3 separate regions of the Mus musculus genome follow, and regions 1 and 2 are each linked to region 3. Evidence: chromatin contacts called from public ChIA-PET and Hi-C data. All regions are on one chromosome and are shown on one strand. The core of a region is the stretch at or near the end of the contact, and the rest is flanking DNA. Distances in the headings are between cores, read along the strand shown. Region 1 has its middle 19 kb from the start of Gm51814. Region 2 has its middle 84 kb from the start of Tnfaip3. Region 3 overlaps Gm20139 (predicted gene, 20139).

Region 1 (3,655 bases), core at 667-3,166, 140 kb after region 3:
CTGACCATATTAGGAAAAGACACACAGGTGACAGACAAAAGGCTTTACAAGAAACGAACTGCATAATGTTTTTTTGGAAAACCTACTTAACAAAGTGCTTGTTATCACTTTTTCCTAATAGGACATGGTGGAAGAGAGTACATTTTTTTTCAACTACAACAAGGATGGATTATTCTAGTGTGGGGTTCAAAATTAACCAGAGGCATGTCTTAGTTAGAGTCAAGTTTCATAAACATTTACACACACTTATTGTGTGCCACCTTGTGCTAAGAAATATTAATGATCTGTCAAAGCAAGGTCTTTTCCTTCAGATATCCTACTATTCAGCAGACAAGTCCATACTATAGTCACAGGAATTTTAAGTACTGCATGGGGTATCATGTCCCTCTTAATACTCTGTTCTATCTTCAGCATGTATGAGATGGTCAGGGATGAGTGACGTCTTCATCTCATCCAAATATTTCTTCAGTATCAGCTGTTATGTGTGGTTGCATATTTATTTTTTAACAACCTATTTCAGGTAGAGGCACAAATCCATATGCTGATCATGCAACAAATAGAGTGCCTGGCACCTAGATAATACAATGTACTTACCTTCAACCCATATGTTTAAACCTTAAGAGGCAACAGAACGGTCAGGACCAGGAAGGAGTCTCTCTGAAAATGCCAAGAGTACTGCTCAGAGCAACAGAGGCCTAAGGTTAGAGTTGATACAAGCAACACTTCCCCAGGTGCTGCTTATCATGCTGAGTGCACAAAGTGAAAATAGTACCAGGCTTCACGCAAGTTGTATTTTTAGAAAGAAAATCACATAGAAAATGCTCGAACTTTTCAGATTCAAAATTCCCAAGTGGAAGGACTAGGGACTTTCTGAAGGGAATTGAACAGCTCGGCTTTATGATCCGACTTTATTTGATCAGCATGTAAAAAGCAAACAAACTCACCTGGTGATATAGTTAGGTAATATACCGAAATCACCTCTGTATGTTCGTAAATTCATGAGTGACATCAAGTAGTGACCTGCAGCACCTGTGGCTTCTGCTGCCTTTACCTCCACTTGCAGGGCAGGACTCCCCGGACTCCTCATAAAACACTGAACTGAGCGAATTCTGGACAAAGAGGGGGCAGGAATTTGAAAGGAGGAAAGAAAAGAGGGGGGGGGAGGGGAAGGAAGTAGAGGAAAAGAGGGATCCTGAGAGAGAAGGATTGGTGAAAAAAGAGAGAGTAAACTCTGTGGGCATCAGTATGGGGAAGCTGGGATTGTAAGTAGAGGGATTTGTGAAACTTTTAGGACTAAATTTGATATCAGGAGTTAAAATGAACCCATTTAGTATTTCCTAAACTTGCCTACTTATAAGAATAAAAATCTGCCTTGTCAGATGGTTTGCTCTGTTAAATGTTTGTTATACCAGCATGAGGACCTCAGTTGTAATCTGAAAACTGGTTGGTAGAGACAGGAGGTCTCTTGCTGCCTGACCTGTCTATCCAGTTGGTAAGCTCTGAGTTCAGTAAAAGACCTTATCGAGAGAGAGAGAGAGAGAGAGAGAGAGAGAGAGAGAGAGAGAGAGAGAGAGAGAGAGAGAGAGAGAGAGAGAGAGAGAGAGAGAGAGAGAGAGACAGAGCGAGAGAGACAGAGACAGAGACAGAGAGAGAGCGCATGCATTACAAGAGTTAGTTCAATTTTCTGATTTGAAAGAATTCTAACAATCTCTACTGTTCACAAACAGGCCTTGCTAATTTGTATCATCAAGGAGGCTGACCTAATTGATTCACTGTGTTCCAGTGTGTACTACTCAGCTTGTCTGATTGATGTCGTTCTCTCACAGTGATTTTCTCTTTAAGTCCTGTAGGGAGTGGCTCTTGGTGGTAAAATCCTGTTTCCCAATTGGTTCTTGATCTATCAATAAAGATGCCAGGGGCCAATTGCTGGGCAGAAGGAAAGAGGCGGGACTTCCATGTCCCCTGCAGTAGAAGCTAAAGATATGCAATGAGAGGAAGAGAGATTTTGCCATGCTTCAGAGGGAGAAAAGGCCATCAGCCATGTGAGATCTAGGGTGAAGTGGCCATTAGCTACTTCCCCAACTGGGCCTGGGGTAGGAACTAAAGCTGAGGGCAGATTTAGGGTGCTAAGAGTATTGGAAAAGGCAATCTAGCCATGGGAGATTAGAAGCACCCAGCAACTGAGCCAATAAGGCAGGTTGAAAAATAAGCGTGTGTGTGTGTGTGTGTGTGTTTCATCCGAGGATCCAAGAGAACCTGGGTGGGGCTGATAACACAGTCCACCCAGAGCTTAAAGCAGGGTAGCAAAAATTACATGCTACAAAGCCCTGTCCTGCACTTCTCTACATTTTCCCTCTTGGAGTCTCATTTACATAACATTATACATGTATGGTGGCAAAACCACTGAATTTTGTAGTCTGAATGCCTGCCAGAACACTAGTCCATGCCACCCTAGGTAGTCAAAATGCTTAAGCTTCTGTGAAAAGCTATGTCCATTGTCAGAACTGTTAGAACTTTGGAAAGAGAAAGTGATTTTATCAAGAAAACCTAAAAAGCAAAACCAAACAAAATCTTGAGTCACGGAATATGCCTGATGTCTGGAGTCAGAGAATATACCCAAGGAAATAAAAAATCTCACGTTCGCAGTCCTACAGACTCAGAAGATATATGCCTGCCTTGAAAGAGGTTGTTTTCCACGTGGAAGTTTTCATGTATTATGGGTGACATTCCTGTATGTTGGTGCCTGGCTGCATTAGTCAGATCTCACTCTAGTGACACCCCTGAGGCAATTAACTCACAAAGAGAAAAGTTGTCCTGGCTCACAGCTTTTGTGGCTTTGGCCACATTTAGTTCTCACTATTGCTTTGGGACTGTGGAAGTATCAAGTGGTGGCTGGAGTGTACAACCGAGCAAAACCACTCCCTTCACCATCCAGAAAGGAAAGGCAGAGAAAGGGGAGCACGGTCTATATCCTCAGTGATCTTATGGCTTCCTACTACGCGTCACATCACAGAGGCTCAGTGATCAATGGTGCTGCTCAGGGACTAAGCAGCTAACACTGGGTCTGTGGAAAAACACTGATGATCCTAACTAAAGCCCTGCGTGTGTAAATTCACTACTCCAGGTTACTACTTTCTTACTACGTGAAGAAATTTACACATTGTTTTATTTGTATGCTTTCCATAACTAGCCAAGTGCTTTGCCTGTACCACTGTGCTGTTGTTGAACTAGTAGTACGCATGGACTTATAAAAGACAGAACCTTAATCCTTACCTTTAAGGAAATTATAGTTAAGTGGAGTAATAGACATGTGACTAAATATATATCATGCTAAAATGTACATATGTTTAAAGATTCTCTAAGAACGTTGAGAAGCATATGATGAGTAGACAGAAAAGTTGTTTGTAGAGAGATGACATGTGTATGCATGTGTGTGTGTGTGTGTATGTATGTGTGTGTACACCTGTGTGTGTGTGTGTGTATTGCATGTGTGTGTCTGTGTGTATGTGTGTGTGCGCATGCACCTTTGTGCATGTGTGTGCACGTGTTTGCACATGTATGTGTGTATGTGTATATGTGTGTGTGCATGTGTGTGTGTTGCTTCAATCACACCCAGGGCCACTCACATGTTAGAAAAGCACTGTACCACCAAGCC
Region 2 (3,444 bases), core at 671-3,170, 250 kb after region 3:
TTTTAGCTATCATCATAGAAGCTTCCTCCTGTGAGAACTAATATAGATACCCACAGCAAGACAATATGCAGGGAATGAGAGAGTTTGAAACATTCAGAATTAAATGGGATAATTCCATCAAATTCCTCCACTCAAGGCTCAGGAAACTGCAGAAAATGAGGCAGAAAGAAAGAGTGTGCGTACCAGAGGGGAGAGAGGAGACCAAGGAAATAAGGCCTTTAGATAGAATAAAGCTGGCATGTATATGAACTCACTGAGGCTGAAGCAACATGCACAGATACAAGCCAATGGCGTCCCAGCACTGAAGTAAGGAAGTAGAGATGAATTCTCATCCCCAGCCATGAAGATATCATCAATTAATAACTTTTCAACAGGGAAAAGGTAGTTTCTCCAAGGGACTCTCACTAGACAAAACTCACATAAAGGCAGGCCCCGTGCCCTGCAGTAGATCACCAACACAAAATTTCATCAAAGGTTTATTTGGATATTTATTTTTGTTTGAGCCTTTTTTTTCTTACTGATCTTTTGCTTGCATTTTACTGTTTCCAATTTTGTGTTTAATGGTGTATATGTGTGTGTTCATACATATATATCACATATATGTGTGTGTCTATTGTGCATATGTGTGGGTGCTTGTGTATATGCATTTCTCATGCTCTTTATTCCCTTTTTGTTGCCTTTTAGTTTGTTATATTCTTGTTTGTTTGTCTTTTCTATATGCCTGGGTCTTTTTCTTAAGAGAGAGAGAGAAAAATAATAGCATGGAATTTGAGGAGTGGAAATGAAGACAGGATCTGGAAGGAGATGAGGGAGGAGAAACAGTAATCAGAATATATTATATGAAACAAAATATTTTCAATTAAAAAAAGAAAGAAACCCAGCAGGCAAATATCGAAACTTTTCCACTTGGATTGTCTTTATCGGAGCTACCAAAGATGCCCCCACTCTAAAGGAGAGCTCGTCCCCTTCCACCTGTCCTTTCAGGAAATACCCTTAGGAGCCCTCCAACCCTCAGAGTCTCTCAGTCGACTTCACATATAATCAACGTGATACCCAAGATTAACAATAAAAATAAGTAAGATTGTTATTGATTCCCTTCTGCTTTCAAGGGACTTACCCCCAGGCTGTAATAGGATTTATTCCTGGAAGTCTCAGCTCCTATCTGGTGCCCAGGGTCTTCTTCCAATTCGTCACTTTATGAAGAAGCTTTCCGGTGAGTCCCATACTTGGGCAGCTGTTATTTCTCTCTGTTCAGCTATCTTCCTCTTGCCTTCTAGACTCAACTTTAGAAAGCTGGCCAACATCGCTTCTCATCTGTTTATGGAAATGGAACTTGAGACTCAGAAATCAGGTAGATACCCATGTTGGTATCCCAGGTATTGCAAGTAGGGAAGTCAACACTGAGAATCAGTATATTTGTCAATTTTGCATTAATGTAACCAAATACCCACCAGAAATAACTTAACTGAGGAAAGATTTGTTTCACTCATGACTTTAAAAGATTCCAGTCCATTTACAGTGAAAAAGCATGGTAGGACCTCAGTCTGTGCCAGAGGAGTTTGATGGTCACATGGCCAGTTAGCAGAGAGAGCAGGCTGGACCCATGGAGGATATAACCTCCAAGGCCCATGTCTACTGATCTACTTCTGCCATCCAGACTTTACTTCCTAAAGACTAAGCAGCCTTCTAAAACAGTGTCAGCATGGGAATAAATGTTCAAAATATGAGCCTGTGGAGGACATTAAAACCAAAACACTGTATTTGGCTCCATGCCTCAACTTACCCTGACCCACAGGTTCACTATCCCTATTTCTTCTTCCCAGTGCAAGAAATTTTTCTCTCTCCTGCCTGATACTGACAGAAACAGGAAACTGTCGGTTCTTCATTGTTTTGTTTCCTCAGACCCAAGAACATAAGGGAAGTAGTTTCCTGTATTGCTAAAAGTAGAGTTTTTGAAGCAACAACTGCTACCATGAGGTGATTTTTGACTGTGTATATTTGCCCATTTTAGTTCTTTAGAGCAAGCTCTTCTCCATTTTCTATAAATATAGTCTAATTGGACCATAGCCACACCCATCTATTTACACAGCACCAATGGCTTTCTTCACATTACAGCAACAAAGTTAAGAAATAGAAGCTGATACCACAGTGCCCACAAAGCAAAAGTGTTTACCCCCTGGCCCTTTGCCAAAAGAAGTTTTCCAGTCCCCGTTTAGAACCTTAGTCCAAGCAGAATCAGCTGAGGACATTGTCTTGGGGTCAGAGCAGAAAATCCAGTCAGAATCCACTGTCATGTCAACTGCCAAGGTTTACAGACTCTTCTAAACAGCTAAGTTTCCATTTTGTAAAACAATATCTAGAATAAAAGCATGTTCTTAAGAGTTATAAGAACATGCAAATGACAACCACAGATGACAGCCTAAAGAGCAGACACTGTGTAGCTCCTGAAAGAAAGCAATTCCTAGGCAGCAGCTATAGTTGTCAATATTACTGATAATCAACTCTCCCTTCCCCTCCCCCTCCCCCTCTCCCTTCCCCTCCCCTCCCCCTCCCTCTCTCCTCTCCCTCTCTCTCTCTCTCTCACACACATTTTCTTTGTGTGTGTGTTTGTATATGTTTATTGTGTGCATATGTGCACACATATATGCAGGTACTTGTGTCTGTGTGTATATGTGGAGTCTAGATGTTGGGTACCTGTTATATCACTTCCTGCCTTATTTTCATGACACAGAGTTTCTCACTGAACCTGGATCAATACTCACCAGCAAGACCCAGAAATATTTCTCTCACTGCCTTCTGTAGCATTGTAGTTACAGGTGTACACTGCCAACCCCTGGAGTTTTACACAGTTTCTGGGGGTTCACACTCAGGCCTTCGTGCTTGCTGTGAAAATGTTATATAGTCCAAATCCCCTCTCATCTAAGCCATGAGAGTAAACCAAGCTGTCAGAAGCATTAAGACATGAGGAAATCCACCTAGCGCACCATCTCCTCGGTCCCTTATGTCAATGCTTTTGTTAAATGTACAAGGGCGTATTAGCATAGCTAAGACTCTGGGAATGATTTCAAGGATATACAAGTTGGCTGTGTGTAATCAATCTTTCTCCAAATTTCCTATGGCCAGAAAATGTCTCTTCAGTATCTCTGGTGGACCGCCAATACATGGTCCTACCCCACGCCTTCTGCGATCTGGCTGTTTCTTTAAGTACTTCATGGTCATGCCTCGTACTCTCTACGTCTCTGTTTCTAACTAATTGTATGAGTAAAGTTCCCTCCCAGTGTGGAAAGCTGGCCACTGTGACAGATGGGTGAGTGCTTGCTAGCAGTTTAGTGTCCAGAATATCATCTCATCGCCTAGCATTGCACTGGAGCGGTTATGACACTGAAAACAACCAGTCTAAGCCAGTCTGGGAACCTGAGACCCTGGATCAATCAGTTAAGAAAG
Region 3 (3,713 bases), core at 166-2,665:
GTCCCTAGCTTGACTGAATTTAGGTCTCCTATGGATCTCCTACCTTGCCTATTTGCCTATTTTCTATCTAAAAGGGCCAGCTGGAGTAACTCTTGTAAGAGCTGTGCAAAATTACAGGGTTCCTTGGTTTAAGACAGTAGTGACTCCTTGCACTTAAGACTAAAACCCAAAGTTATAGTATAGCTTAGTAGATTTGCTTGCCCAGCGTGCGTGCATGAAGCCCTGGGTGTAAGTCTTACTGCTGGAGGAGGAAGGGCAAGACAGCTTCCTCAAGAGGAGTTGCCCAACCTGTCCCTCTGTACTACCATGAACACTGTCTCAGACTACCATTCCAGACACAGCCTGGGTCCTTTGCACAAACTCCCTCTGACCCCCACATCTAGTATATTCCTATTCATGCCTACAAGATTAACTCTTCCACACACTTGGAGTCTCTGTTCAGATGCAGTTTTCCTAAGGCACACCTTGATCACCCCCCCCCCCCAAAAAAATGGTGACCTGCCCCTCCACACACCTTCCTTCCCTGCATGCTTCCACCTAACTACTTATTACCAGTTCCTACTGTTGTGGCTTTAGGGCTAAAGATTTTAATTTCATTGCTCATTTATGTATCTGAGCATCCAACAAGAAGAGTCTGTCTATCTATCTATCTATACACACACAAACACACACACACACACACACACACACACACACACACACACAAACACACAGAACCACAGAACCATGGCCATTCATTTCCCTTGAAATAAATCTCACAAGTATACATAGTTGCCTAATTAGTTAAATTGTATTTGCCACTAAGTGATTATTTTTTCCAGTGTAAACCCTTTAAACATAGAATTCTGTTAACTTTATTTAGGCATCAATTTCCTTTTGTGAATGAACTGAGCCTCTTTGATAATGGAAGTGGTGGGAATGCAATGTCCTTTTTCACTCAAAGACAAACCATCCAGACACTGGAGAACGTAGAAGCATCAGGCATCAAACACCCAGGAGCTGTTTTGTTTGGTGTAAAAGCTCCCCTCTGCACACGCTCTCAGAAAGCCCATGAAGCAATCAGAGATCTGAAGGATAAGAACAGAGTGTTCTTTGAAATCTCTCAGACGTGCAGACAGGCTCTTCTTCCCTCAAACCATCCTGAAGGGGAAGTGTGTCGGCTTGGACAGTCAGGAGCCGGTGTGGGAATTCCCCCCGTCCCTTTGGTCTCCCGTATTGAGGAGCTTCTTCCGGGTTAAAGATAGGTCATTGCCAGCCACAGTGTCTTTAACTAGATCTAGGCTGCTTGGGAAGGAGAACTTTAGAGAGCAGGTGAAATGAATCTTAGTTCTCCCCCACTCCCAAGATAGTTTTAAAACAAGTGGCATTAAAAGCTTAAACCCTGCAGTTTTACAGAATTACCAATAGATGGCAGCACACGACTCTGCTTCACCAATGAGTGACGTCACTCTTCCTTTTCACGACCACTGACAACACTCAGCTTCCTCAGCTGTTTGACGCGGGCAATTGAATCTTGGGTGGTTGTTTTGTTTTGTTTTCTCTCCACCTTTCTCTAGAATAAGCTTCTTATTGACCTCAAACCACAGTCAACAAATCAACCGTGCAACTGCGACCTGGAAGGAACGCCAGGGGAACTCAAAACAAAGTAAAACAAGCCACCTGGGCACTTTGCAGGGACATCAAAACTTCAGCAAGCTGATCGCTGGTAAACCACGCTGGAGGCCAGTGCTGTGCAGAGGGGCATGTTGAAAAGAGAAAAGAGCTAACGTTTTTGTGACTTACTTTATCAGGATTCCCAGTCTAAACCTGGAAAGGTTTAACTGGGACACCCTGGAGTGGAGGCTTCTGACCTGCCCTCGGAATTTCTCTCCAGTTCCAGGACTCCACTGCGAGTAGAAAAGTTTCAGTAGATAAGACTCCAATAGAGCAAAACTGTCTCCTCTATCCACGACACTGTATTTTAAAACAAAAAGCTCTGGCCAAGCTAGACATGGTATCATACACTTGAAATCCTGGCACTCAGGAGACTGAGGCAGGAGGATCGTGAATACTCAGTAAGGCCCTAACTCAAGATACTAAACCGAGAGAGAGAGAGAGAGAGAGAGAGAGAGAGAATATGACAAGAGATCCCAACTGATGAATAGATAAGGAGTCTTCATAATAAGGAGAAAAAAAAAAAAACCCAACCAATGAAACAAACAAACAAGCAAAACAAAACAAATAAAAACAACTGCTTTGGTGTTTTAAGATCCAGGCTGGCCTTGAAATCTCAGCACTATTTCCGTCTTAGTCTCCCAAGTGGTAGAATTACAGGAGGTGTGAGCCTCCATGAGTGACACCAGATATTTCTTAAGAGAAACCAAAACTTCTTAAACCTGGCTATTTGAGCTTCATAAACCACAGAGCACATGAAACGGAGCACAGTTTTGCTTGAGAACTCAACTCTGTAGGCCGTAGCAAGCATCATGGGATGGGGAGGGACTAGATCAGAGTACATCACAGTACACAGAGTCCTGACGGTAACATCTGCTGTGGGTTACGGTCAAAACAACTTGCTTAGCTCTGCCGTGGACGGCCTGTCTGCTTTTTGCTTCTACGTTATCTGTAGTTCAACATCAACAAGACCATAACCACCTAAAAGTGTCATTTAATGAGTAGACTGTGTAAAAGATCTGAATGGCATGAAGCAGAAACTGAGTAAAGGGTCCCATCAAAGACTGGAGAACAATGCGGGGAGGGGAACCAGACTTACTCATCTTTATAGTAACTCTCACATACCCAACAATACCCACAATCCTCAGCCCCCAAGGGCTAAAGCATGTTTATGGTGTCCTATGTCTTAAATTTTAGCTTAGAAGAATCTACTATCTGGTTAAACAAATAGATCTAGGGTTAAAATGTAAATGTCTTAAGGGACCCAGGAAGATAAAATAGAGAGAACAGCTGTCCAGGAACAGCCTCAGGTTACCATGAAGATTTTATAAGGAATATACTGTGATTTTATAAGCAGTGGACTGTGAGAGGTAGCCTGGTCCTCCCTTGAGCTAAAGGATTGGAAGCCCCAGAGACCTGAAGGGATGGTAGGAGCTTTGCCTGCTTGGGGCACCAGGCCCCTGTCACATAGACACAGCCCTCTCCCATAGATCTGTGGCCATCAGTCACATGAGGGCAAAGCCCCAAGCCCTTCCAGATTTTGATGAGACATCCACAACATTTCAGACCAACACAAGAGGAAAAGAGATCTCCATGCCAATGTGGTACCTAGAGGCCGGGGGGTGGGCGTTGCCAATAAGATTCCCTTCCCAGACAAGCCTCCCCCAAAAAAGGTATTTAATCTCAGGCCCACCCTGAGAAGTGGGGCATGGTTTTATGCATTCACTTTCCACAACGGCTATAAACAATTCAGAACTATGGACTGACTCTTTTCATCAAGATCTGCCGGAGGGAGCCATGGAGAAGGCCTTCACCTACAGAGCCACTGCCTAATCTCTCATAGAAGGCCTCTCTCTCTGCACTCCTAGAGCTCCCCTCCCTACCCTCACACCCCCCTAGACCCATCCCTTGAGGCCCCCCACTCTGTTCTCAGCTCTTCCACAACTCCCAGGGGTGCCTGGATGTCCAGGAGCCTGAGAACCCCACAGCCCTGGCCTCATTGTAGGCCCAGAGACCCCCAGACAGCTCCTGCTTCCCCACATTTCAGATAGTGCTTTCCT

Evidence for each region. Hi-C and Micro-C count contacts between places; a contact is called where the count stands out from the background. ChIA-PET counts read pairs in DNA pulled down with a chosen protein or histone mark.
Region 1: a contact with region 3 is called in an RNA polymerase II ChIA-PET map of effector CD8 T cells, with 81 read pairs. The contact joins two enhancer-like sites. A contact is called at or near these places in 2 of 15 datasets of contacts at CTCF or cohesin (CD8 T cells and the NIH/3T3 cell line), 10 of 484 Hi-C or Micro-C datasets (the Ba/F3 cell line, the C2C12 cell line, CD4 T cells and 5 more) and 12 of 115 datasets of contacts at active chromatin or transcription factors (the 230-238 cell line, CD8 T cells, the HPC-7 cell line and 9 more).
Region 2: a Hi-C map of bone marrow-derived macrophages shows a contact between it and region 3, with 36 read pairs. The contact joins two enhancer-like sites. A contact is called at or near these places in 3 of 39 promoter capture datasets (the 3T3-L1 cell line, hippocampal neurons and pre-B cells), 4 of 15 datasets of contacts at CTCF or cohesin (CD8 T cells, the NIH/3T3 cell line, large pre-B cells and 1 more), 56 of 484 Hi-C or Micro-C datasets (the 63-12 cell line, the AML12 cell line, B cells and 37 more), 29 of 115 datasets of contacts at active chromatin or transcription factors (the 230-238 cell line, CD8 T cells, the HPC-7 cell line and 21 more) and 3 of 9 other capture datasets (bone marrow-derived macrophages, embryonic stem cells and liver).

The regions. Positions count from the first base shown.
Region 1 is chr10:19,042,337-19,045,991 of GRCm38.p6, reverse strand. No RefSeq gene overlaps it. Among named protein-coding and RNA genes, the nearest start is that of Gm51814, 19 kb to the left of the region's middle. Within about 2 kb of position 1,916, at least 133 of the 459 cell types and tissues checked have an H3K27ac peak or open chromatin away from gene starts, as enhancers often do. A contact at or near this core is called in the C2C12 cell line, CD8 T cells, bone marrow-derived macrophages and 5 more, where this site is marked.
Region 2 is chr10:18,930,152-18,933,595 of GRCm38.p6, reverse strand. No RefSeq gene overlaps it. Among named protein-coding and RNA genes, the nearest start is that of Tnfaip3, 84 kb to the left of the region's middle. Within about 2 kb of position 1,920, at least 26 of the 459 cell types and tissues checked have an H3K27ac peak or open chromatin away from gene starts, as enhancers often do. A contact at or near this core is called in ECoMG-derived neutrophils, bone marrow-derived macrophages, double positive thymocytes and 3 more, where this site is marked.
Region 3 is chr10:19,183,858-19,187,570 of GRCm38.p6, reverse strand. All of the region lies in intron 2 of Gm20139 (predicted gene, 20139), which reads right to left. Among named protein-coding and RNA genes, the nearest start is that of Gm20139, 44 kb to the right of the region's middle. Within about 2 kb of position 1,415, at least 168 of the 459 cell types and tissues checked have an H3K27ac peak or open chromatin away from gene starts, as enhancers often do. A contact at or near this core is called in the C2C12 cell line, CD8 T cells, ECoMG-derived neutrophils and 8 more, where this site is marked.